Regions from separate parts of the Mus musculus genome. Here region 2 is linked to region 1. Evidence: chromatin contacts called from public Hi-C data. All regions are on one chromosome and are shown on one strand. Each heading gives the region's core, a stretch centred on a gene start, on an enhancer-like site or on the middle of the called end of the contact. The rest is flanking DNA. Distances are from core to core; before and after follow the strand shown.

What was found. Hi-C and Micro-C count contacts between places; a contact is called where the count stands out from the background.
Region 2: a contact with region 1 is called in a Hi-C map of uterus, with 1.8 times the contacts expected there. The contact joins the promoter of Stc1 here to the enhancer-like site in region 1. A contact is called at or near these places in 2 of 484 Hi-C or Micro-C datasets (nephron progenitors and uterus), 1 of 115 datasets of contacts at active chromatin or transcription factors (the SCID.adh cell line) and 2 of 9 other capture datasets (adipose tissue and liver).

The regions. Positions count from the first base shown.
Region 1 is chr14:68,993,306-68,998,623 of GRCm38.p6, forward strand. No RefSeq gene overlaps it. Among named protein-coding and RNA genes, the nearest start is that of Stc1, 33 kb to the right of the region's middle. Within about 2 kb of position 2,291, at least 4 of the 459 cell types and tissues checked have an H3K27ac peak or open chromatin away from gene starts, as enhancers often do. A contact at or near this core is called in uterus, where this site is marked.
Region 2 is chr14:69,025,930-69,031,247 of GRCm38.p6, forward strand. It overlaps Stc1 (stanniocalcin 1), which reads left to right and starts at 3,360. Exons shown (of 4, transcript NM_009285.3): 1 at 3,360-3,578. The coding sequence starts at 3,461. It overlaps Gm41192 (a long non-coding RNA gene), which reads right to left and starts at 4,561. Exons shown (of 4, transcript XR_003951016.1): 1 at 4,267-4,561; 2 at 3,953-4,071.

The sequences.
Region 1 (5,318 bases), core at 1,041-3,540:
CGAGGCCAGCCTGGTCTACAAAGTGAGTTCAGGACAGCCAGGGCTATACAGAGAAACTCTGTCTCAAAAGAAAAAAAAGAAAGAAAGAAAGAAAGAAAGAAAGAAAGAAAGAAAGAAAGAAAGAAGGAAGGAAGGAAGGAAGGAAGGAAGGAAGGAAGGAAGGAAGGAAGGAAAGAAAGAAAGAAAGAAAGAAAGAAAGAAAGAAAGAAAGAAAGAAAGAAGGAAGGAAAGAAGGAAAGAAGGAAAGAAGGAAAGAAGGAAAGAAGGAAAGAAGGAAAGAAGGAAAGAAGGAAAGAAGGAAAGAAGGAAAGAAGGAAAGAAGGAAAGAAAGAAAGAAAGAAAGAAAGAAAGAAAGAAAATAGAAGAGCAAACAAGGAGAAAAAGCAAGACAGGAGGCAAGAGAAGGACAAATTAGAAAAAAAATGCAATGGCTTCTGGACATGGTAGCACGTTGTGTCTTTACTGCTAGACTTGGAAGCCAGAGGCAGGTGGATCTCCATGAATTTGATGCCAGCCTGGTGTACACAGGAAGTCAGCACCATAGAAAGACCCCTTTCATAAAAGGAGAGGGTATGAGAATGCCAGAATGAAATCTATCAATTTATATGGTAATGTAAATTTAATTTTAAAATAAAATAAATGTTAAAATGAAACAATTACACACAGAAAGGATTGGGAATGGGGGCCATACTGAAAGTAATGAGATTCTTTTGAATGTCTTTTTGTATAGTTTTGTTTCCAGGACCATATCAAATGCTTATCTGTTCAAAAATAAAAATAAATTCTGTGGGTTGTAGAGATGGCTCAGGATGTTAGAGCATGTATTCTCTTTTCAGAAGACCCAAGTTCTGCTCCTAGCATCCTTGTAGGGAAGATCTAGATTCCATTAGAATGCAGTCAATGAAAAAGGAAAAACATGGTAGAGAGTATGGGATGAAGGCTCAGTCAGCCTGAAACTAGCCCTAAAGGACAACAGAGGAGCTGCTGTGACTCTTTCTAGCACTCAGTCCCCAGTGAGAGTGCTCAGCCCCTGTTCTGAGGATGCAAGACATTGTCCCAGGGGGAAAAGAAACTACTACTCTGAGAAATAGAAATTGAACATCCTCGTCTCGTGGTGCTGCCCATGTAGCTATTGGACCTTGGGCAGGTCACTTCACATCTAGAGTAAGGCTCTTTCATCTTTAAAATGGGTGCATAGGATGATACAAAAAAATGCAGTCCGTTTAGGCTTCCATTTTCTTCCACATATATACTGTACCAAACTCAACAAATCTGGCCCTTTCCTCAAGCCATGGGGGCCTGAACAGGGGTCCTGACATCAGTGTTGATTTCCTTCAGCTGTCCTGTGGGCTCTTTGTTAGCAAGGACTTCACTTCTTTCCTCTCTCCCACAGCAAACTGCTTACAGAGAGTTAAGCATCCAATGAGTGATGATAAATGAGTTAGGGTGTGCGGCTCTGTTCAAGCAAGAACGCTCCGAAGACAGTTCGTCAAAATGAAAAGTCTGCAGGTGGCAAACATCAGAGGCCAGAAATGCACTTAGAACATCTGACCTTACACACATCATAGCTTAGAGCAACCTGACTTATATATGCTCAGAACACTTCCGCCAGCCTGCAACTGAGCAAATCCAGGCAACTCAAGAGCTAGTTTATAATGTTGTGATGAGTATCGTGTGTTATTTATTTATTTATTTATTTATTTATTTATTTACGGACTTGGACCACAGTATGTTGCAGATTGGTTGCATAAAAATATTTTTTACCTTTTTCATCTTAAACAGACATTAGTTGCCCTTGCCAAGGCCTCTCATAGATAGTGTGGGAAACTCTAGGCTGAAAGCCCAGCCCTTGAAAAACCTGTTTTGTTGTTTTCCCTTTGAAAAGAACATACTGTCTTTATTTTTCCGTAAGCCAGGCATGAAATAAAAGCTTTCTTAAGTCTCCAACACATGGACCTAAGTAAGTTTAAGGTGTACTAAAAATCAAACCCTCAAACCAAAGCTACCTCTGTGCTGAGAAGGTTAGGAGAGGAAATCAGCTCCCTTGTCCTCACGGGGTCTCTAGCTGCAACCGTCTCTGCTTTTTGGTTCAGCATTCTCATCAAACCTCTATGCTTTAGACTGTAATGTAAGCAATTGTTAATGAAAGCTGGTCTTCAGAAACTACATTTAGGTTTATGCAAAGTCAGAGTCCTTGGGCCCTGACCCAAGGAAGGCCAAGAAGAAAGCTCTCAGCCTGCCTTGGTTCAGCCACCATCTACGGCCCACTGCTGTGCAGCTGGTGTTAAACAACCCAGGGAATTTGTACAAAGTCATTTCTCAGGCAAAAGGAAAGTAGCCAGGTGACTGACCAGCAGTGAGCAGGAGCTACAATTAATAATAGCCGAGTCTTCGAGCATGAAGGCTTGGATGGAGTTCAGATAATTACCCACAGGTTGAAAGACATTCTCAAAACCTTGTGGGATCCAAATTTAGACTGCCACTTGGCTGAGAACAAGTTGAATGACATTTTCTTGGATGAAAGCCATAGTTTCTATTCCAGGTTGGACTCAAAGACAAGGAAAAGACAAAGAAAAGGATAGATTCTAGCAGATAGTATGGAGTGCAAGGGTTGAATAAAAGTTTCAATTGATAGACAAGATGTATAGACAGATAGATGGAGGACTAGTGCTGTAGTGTAGACCTTGAATGTCCTTAAAGATCCATATGCTTAAGATCTAGTCATCAGCCTGTATCACTGTTGGGAGGTCACAGGTGACAGATAACAGAGAGAGAGAGAGACAGAGACAGAGACAGAGACAGAGAGATTACAGATAGATGAATGATATATTATATATACATATAATAGATAGATCATACATTCATACATGATAGATAAATGATAGATAAAAGTAAATAGAAGATAGAGATAAGTGATAGAAGATGATAGATTGATAAAGATAGATAGATAGATAGACAGACAGATAGATAGATAGACAGATAATCTTTATTTGCACTTCCTCGACCATTCCAGGGTATTTATATTTTATGAAAATAAATAAAGCTAGCTTTTGGAGCAAAAATTTGAAAAAAAATTGCATCAACAAACTCTGTCGTAATAAAAAGTAAGTAACAGGAAGACATGGACGGCTATAGGTATCTATGTCTCTATCGATGTAGATATTGATATATTGATTAGGTAAAGGGAATCATTACCTAGCCACAGACACTGCTCAGCCACAGAGGTTTGTGTTACACACATACCAAAATACAGAGCAATGGTCAATGGAGACCATTCATAGTTCTAGATCAAGGGATTAGCCATGGGCTTTCCCTCACCCTGGGTGAGGACTCCCAAAGGGAGGGAAGGACCTGCGCCATGCCTATAGTGTGAGCCTGGAAAGTGCCCACGGAGAGGGACACATACTGCTCAGATGAGTGGCTCTTTTTCTTCAATTGAGATGAAGTCTGTAAACTTATTGTAATAATCCCTCACAAGGTCTAATATTTTAAAATAGAATATCTTGGGCTGGCCAGACAATGAAGCAAACAGAGGTACTATAGTTGGTGGGTTCTTTGAGGATTGTTTTTTCCATTTAAATAAACAAAAATGTGTGTCTCAAGAAAAATAAACACTTTAGATGGAGTCTCACAGCCAGCTAGGGGTAACTAGGACTAGAACCCAGATCCCAATGTTAGACCATTTCTTTATTCGTCATAGTTATATCCTGTGATCCAAGGAGTCCCCAGAAGGGAACCCTTGGACATATCTGAGCTGAAAGGCATGCAAAGAAGACATACCTGTGTATATTTTGTTTGCTTCTTTGGATGTCATTTTTTGTTGTTGTATTTGTTTGTTTGTTTAATGTACCATGTGATCAGAATCCAGCCACTTCCTTTGCTAGGAATTTAGGCTTCTTGACTAGTTTCTTCCTAAAGCTGAGCATCAAGCTTGGTGCTGCCAGTGAGAAGAAAGATAACAAACGTTTTCAGACTCAGAATCAACTCACATCATATGTCAGGTACAGCAGATGTTTGCCACCTGATCCCTACCATAGCTTTGAAACATAGATATGGTTCCCCCATCTTCTAGAGAAGGACAGAGATCTAGAGATTGAAGACTAATGACCTATCTAAGGCAGCACATCAGCCAATTGCTCCGGACCACTAAACGTCAAGATCAAGTCAGTGTAAATGGGGGCACAGCAGAGATGTGGAACAAGAGCAGGCATGGATCCCAGACTGTTTTATACTAGATGATGTGTGGGGTGAGTTGTAGGCAGAGAGTGACCAGCATGTGGAGCAAATCACCAGCATCACTGAGCTCGATGAAGAAAATTTCAGAGATTTTGAAAACCCCGAGATATAATATTAAAGGCAGCTGCCGTGCTTTGTGAGAAGAGAGAATAGTGAGAAGCAGAGACATGTCTAGTTCTCTGGAATACAACTCACTCTGCTGGGGTTGAATCTCCCTGCTGCCGTTCGAATATTGCCTCCTATACCACACAGTAGAAAACTACTTTTCATCTCCAGATACACAACCTGTGAATAAGGAATGCTAAGAAAAAGATGTAGTGGAGATGAGATAGCAGAATGTGGGTAACATAAAAGTAGAGGGGGATGCTGGGGATAACGATTTAAGTTGCGGTGGGGGCAGGGAAATGTGGAAAAATGAGGAGGATGAGTTAACTGAAACCAAGGATAATAAAAAGGCCTTCAAGAACCCCACTACTTTATGAGCTAATTTTTACAAAGCTCTTGAACAGGAGTACCTTGAATAAGTAGCAATGCTTTCTCCCAGAAGACGTGGATTATTAGATGAAAATATCAGTGCTAGTCATAGGATACATCCCTATGAGTTATTGGTCACAGAGACCCCCAAAGGGCTAAAGATGTACTTTGTCTCAGGTACAGAGATAAATCAAGCTGGAACTAAACTGAAAACTTCCTTCCTCTTGGCTAGCTTCTAAGGTGTTACGCATTCTGCTAGGGGAAGGAGAACATCAATAATTTTACCCAATGGTAGACCCTACATATTATAACTATACCAACCCACCAGGCAACAATGTGCCCACTAGTACAACTGTGGCATGGCTGTTTTGGGGGATGATCCAACTACTTTCTTATTGGATCTAAAGCCTGTTCCACAGGAAGAAATTCTTGCATTATACTCCAAACCTGGTCAAAAGTTTATGACTGAGAAAGTCATAGGCCCTGAAAGAAACCTACTGCTGTTATTAAGCTAAATATTGTTAAACTGCCTTCTAAATACTAATGTTTATATTCATAGATTAGTGTGCTGCTTTCAAACTTGGTCGAGATACTTCTCTTTTGCATTA
Region 2 (5,318 bases), core at 2,110-4,609, 34 kb after region 1:
GGTTGGTTCCTAAGATTCATTTATTCAAAGCACCTCTTATATCAATCCTCCTGCCTTTCTTCCTGTCACCATAGCAATCTCAGCAACCCAAATGCTTATGAAGCTCCTACCTTTCTTTTGCAAGCTGCTGCCTGGATGCTGACAAGCTCTTCCCCAAGCATAACCTTCCTGTTAAAGAGCCCTAATGCCTCCTGTTATAAGATAAAACTCAAACTCTGAAAACCAACCTCCAGATTCTTCTGTATTCTCTCAAACCCCAGGGGAAAGTTGCAAAAGAACTCATCTATCAATCGACACAGGGTTTCTAGACCCACCATCTCAAAGTCTAGCACACAGCACAGTGATGGTAGATGTTCAGATGCGCTCAAATTATGGGCTTCTGGGAAGGAACTTGGCTTTGAGTACTCATGTCTGCCATCAACTTCCTCCCTTGACATCCTTGAGTACAGAGGCACCTGTGCACTTCCCTTACACACTAGTATGGCTGATCATCATTGTATTTCCTCGATTGTTTGCCTTTCATCGTGAAACACTTGGCACAATTAGCAACTAACCTTTGGATATATAGCTGTTAATAAGCATAATAAGTGAAAAGTTAATGTCATACACACATGCACATACACACACACACACACACACACACTTCCTGATAGTTATAGGACATTGTGTTCTGGTAAGAGCTTCAGAGAACTGGGAAAAGAAACTGGATTGTCAGAGGAAAGCAATCACCCTTCCAAGCTAGTGGACCAGCCAGAGGTCAAGTGTAGATCCTTGAACAGTGCACAATGACTAGGGAAGCAGAGACTGCTGAGGAATGGAAGTCTAGACCTTCTGGTAAACCTTGCACCTATGCTCTTCTGCCTTCTTTGAAAGGTAACACTGCATGATCTAGTCTGCAATGCCATATATGCTCTATTCCTGCATAAAACCATCAACAATCGACCTCAGAGATTCCCAGAGTAAGAATTTCATGAAACACAAGCTGGCATCACTTCCCTCCCCCACCCCCCTAATTTAAATGCTCACTTCTTGTAGGTCTTTCCAGGAAACCTCCCTCAAATCTCTAGCTGTCTCTCAGGCAAAGTTCTAGATTTTGAACTTGTAGAAGGTGTCCCAAGGTTGGTCATCTTCCCAACTAAATTTCAGATGCCCCAGGTTAGAATCATGATTGCTTTCTAGACACTCTCACTTTTATAATTCCTGACATACCATGCAGTACTCGAATTAGTACTGGAGAAACGACAATACCATTAATGAACAAAGGCTGCAATGGGCAAATTAAGTAGTTTATACATTCAATCAATCAAAAGATGAGATTAACTAACTGAAACATGAAATTACATGGAATTTTCCAATTTTTAATATATTTTCTGTCTTTTATTTTTTCAAGCCTTGTCGTAGCAAACATCCCTGCTTTTTCTAACAATCTTTTTTTTTTAAGAATGAGCTATAAGTCACCTTAAGCAAACCTACTTGCTGCACACATACACACACACACACACACACACACACACAGAGAGAGAGAGAGAGAGAGAGAGAGAGAGAGAGAGAGACACTCAAAGACAGACCTGATTCTGGATGTGATTTGTAATAACAGAATTATTTTTTTTAAGTTTTCATGCGAAGTTTCAGGACTGAACCTGAAGCCACTGGCTCTGTTTCTTTTCAAGCCCATGCTGTCCCAGTCCACAGAACAACCAGAGACCCTTTTGTACTTACCTCCTGAAAAATGTTCGATGTTTTATTGTTAATCCTTTTGCCTCACCCCACCCTTTAATGACCACCTTCCTACCCTGAGAAGTCCTCTCAAGGATCATTAACCTCCTTCATAACTTAAGGACAAGCCTTCCTGTTGCCCACACTCCACTTATAAGAAAATAGGAGCTACTCTACTGGGCATGATTTGTGATTCCACTATAATTTTCCCATTAAGTCTCCAGTTTATCAGTCTCCTCTCCTACACATTCTGGTCTTTCCCTACCCTTTCTTCCCAGTCCCGCCCCCTGCCTCTTCCCCAACCCCCAAGAAGTGAACTGGTTTACCCAGCAGGTTTAGTCTTGCTTTGACCAGCTCATTGTTTCAATGTGATTACGATGCTGCCGGGCTTGAATCCACAGTTTATTAATTTCCAGGCATTTGCCATGTCCCTCTGTGGAGTGTCGTGTGAGGAGTAGTTGTGCGTGTGTGCACAGACAGTAACCAACACTCCTAGGATTGGCAGAGCCTCTGGTGACTAAGAAAACACTGTTGGTGGTGATCCAGGACTAGGGATGTAGCCAGTTAATAGAGCGCGCGGGCCAGTGTGCATGAAGCTGTGGGCTCAATCCCCAGAACCACACAGTGACAGATGTCTGTTATTTCAGGGTGGAAAGATGGAGGCAGGAGGACAGGAGTTCAAGGTCACCCTCAGCTAGACATCAAGTTCAGCCTGGGCTGCATGATGTTTCAGGTGAATCATATTATTTTAGAGGTGTATGGAATAAGATTTGAGAAGTGGAAGAGCAAGGTGAAAGGACGTGGCCAAGGTCATAGATTTAATACCTAGGAGAGCTGAGGGAAAAGCTGAGAGCTAGAGCTACCCAACCTCCGTTCACTGGGCTCATGCACAGGCATACAGCCTTCTGCCATGGCTCACATAGCAGTAAGAATTCAGGGTGTCCACAGATCTCAGCAAGGAATTATAGCTGCATACTGTAAGTGAACGCGCAAATGCAAAAAAAAAAAAAAAAAAAAAATGATGTTGAGCTCTTACAGAGAACAGCCTGCTAAAATTAGAGAGTTGCTATAGTGTGATTAAATTCAAATCTGCATCACATCTCCCTACCAAGCATCCAACATGCATTCCTCCTAGTGGCTCATTTAAAAAAAAAATTAAAGATGAATTTCACAAGTACCTTGAAGGGCTTTTCAAGTGATTTTCCTTTTGGCTTGATCAATACAGAGTTATCACTTCAGCGTGTGAAAATAGCTTTTCCACACAATCCCTGTGCACACAGCCACACGCACACACATATAAATCATTGGCAGCAGGTACTTTCAATTTGCTGGAAAATATTTCTAAGAAGTCAAAAAGCTCCAGCTGAATAAGCGTGCCTGCCTATTGGCTAAACGGACCAGTTGAAGGATCTGATTGGTCCCTGATCCTGAGGACCGATAAGACGGCTATAAAATCCCTGGGTGCAGCTCTTGGGCCCCCAGTTTGCAAAAGCCAGAGGTGCAAGAAGCAGCAGCAGCAGCAACAGCAGCAGCAGCAGCCGCCTGCCAGCCAGCCAGCCACACACACACACACACACACACACACACACACACACACACACACACACAGACAAATTCTTCCTCAAATCCTCACCTAAGCTTTCAGTATATCCAGATCCACATCTTCACTCAAGCCGGGAGAGGGAAAGAGGAAAGGGGGGGAGGAAAAAAAAAAGCCAACAACTTAGCGGAAACTTCTCAGAGAATGCTCCAAAACTCAGCAGTGATTCTGGCGCTGGTCATCAGTGCAGCTGCAGCGCACGAGGCGGAACAAAATGATTCTGTGAGCCCCAGAAAATCCCGGGTGGCGGCTCAAAATTCAGGTAAGCAAGAAAACCCAGGACCGGTTTCTCCCCCCAAAGATCTGTCCTCATTTGCCTCTCTCACTTTTGCATGTGTCTCTGTGACGGCTGATCTCAGTAATAAATGTGCTTCATGCCTGGTGATAATGAACTGCCAGTGTAATCCTATAGCCTTAGGAAGTGGAGTTCCTTTGTTTAATAAATTGCATGCAACTAACGAAGAAGCTGGGCGCTCTGCTGAGGGTATTTCATTGCATAAGCCTAGCCTGATTGCCTGAAATCTGGCACGTACCCTCTTGTTGGGGGGAGGGGGCGGGGAAAGGCTTGAATGTTGGCACGCCTCACAGCGGCTCTCTCTACTCCACAAGCTTGTGTTAAGGTAATGAGTGGCTTACCTGCTGCCATGCCTCTCCCTGCTCCTTTAAGACCTTGTAACTTGACTTCTCTACCTCTCCAGACAGCACACAGACAAGCCCCCTCCTCACACTGATTTGTGGAACCATAATCCTCAAGTCTGAAAAAAAGAAATTTTTTTCAGGGCGCATTCAGAAAAGGGGTGGGAGGACCTACACACCCCGTTCCCTATAAGCCTGCCTGTCTCCTTCCTCGCTCTCAGAGGCTCCATTCAATCGCCCATGCAGCCCGTGGTCCCTAGAAGGAAGTGCATTTGTAAAACGAAGCATTTCTTTCTCCATGGGGAAGGTCTTACTTTCCGCCCGACTCCCGCACCAGTTAACTGTATATGGTCCTGGCCTCCGGAGGCAAAGAAGCATTAGGACCCCTATGTCCCTTGACTTCTAGATCCTCGCAAACTCCTCTCCCCAACTGTTAACAGAGATGGGACCCCGCAGGTGTCAAAATGCTGCAGATGCTCCCCCTTGGAAGAGCGCAGGTCCCTGCCAGAGGAGGCCTTTTGCCTGGCTTCCTTTTGTACTTAGTTGCTATAGCGATGCCGTGATTCACAATTCGAGCTTGCCTAAAACAATAGCAGCCCTAATGCATATTAAAACTGCTTAAAGCAAAGTTATAATTTGAACCCGTGGAAATATATAATTAGGGAAATGACTTGTAACATCCCAGAGGCTGCGGGTGGTGGGAGGGGGGGCGGGGAAGCCTAACCTAACCAAACCATGCTTTTGATCTGGGAGGAGAATCCTACGGTATGAAGGCTACAGATCATTGCTTGCCGAGCTGCCTGCCAGAACACCCCTCCTTCTGTGGGAGAGAAATTACTTTTATGGCAGATCTTATCCAGAATGCAGAAAACCCGGTGCAAGTTCTTTGCGGTTTTCTTCCAGCCTTTCACAAGGAGTGCCTTGAACCCGTCACTCCACACCTGTGTTTCTCCTTTTTTGAAAAGAAGCCTTTTTAATATGAGAGATTATTCATACCTCTAAGCGCTGGACGGTGGTTGGGGGGCTGGGTGGATACAAAGGGCTCAGATTCCTTGTCTGCCAGTGCCTTCATGGGTTAAAAGCTCTCTTTGGGAAGGGTCTCCCTCCAAATGGACTCAGCAAATTATTCTCTGCCATTTGGGTTAAAATACCATGCTTTTTACTCTAGACTGCATTTTTCAGAGGGCAGATAGATTCTCTCTGGTCCTCCCCCAACTCCATCATGAGCCTGACCTTCAGTCACTGCCTACAGCCTACCCAAGCTCTCAAGTTCCAAGGGACAGCCTTTGATTCCTGTCACCAACAGAAGACACTATGCATTACAAGGTCTCTATCCTTAATTCTCTAGCCATCAAAATGCATAGAA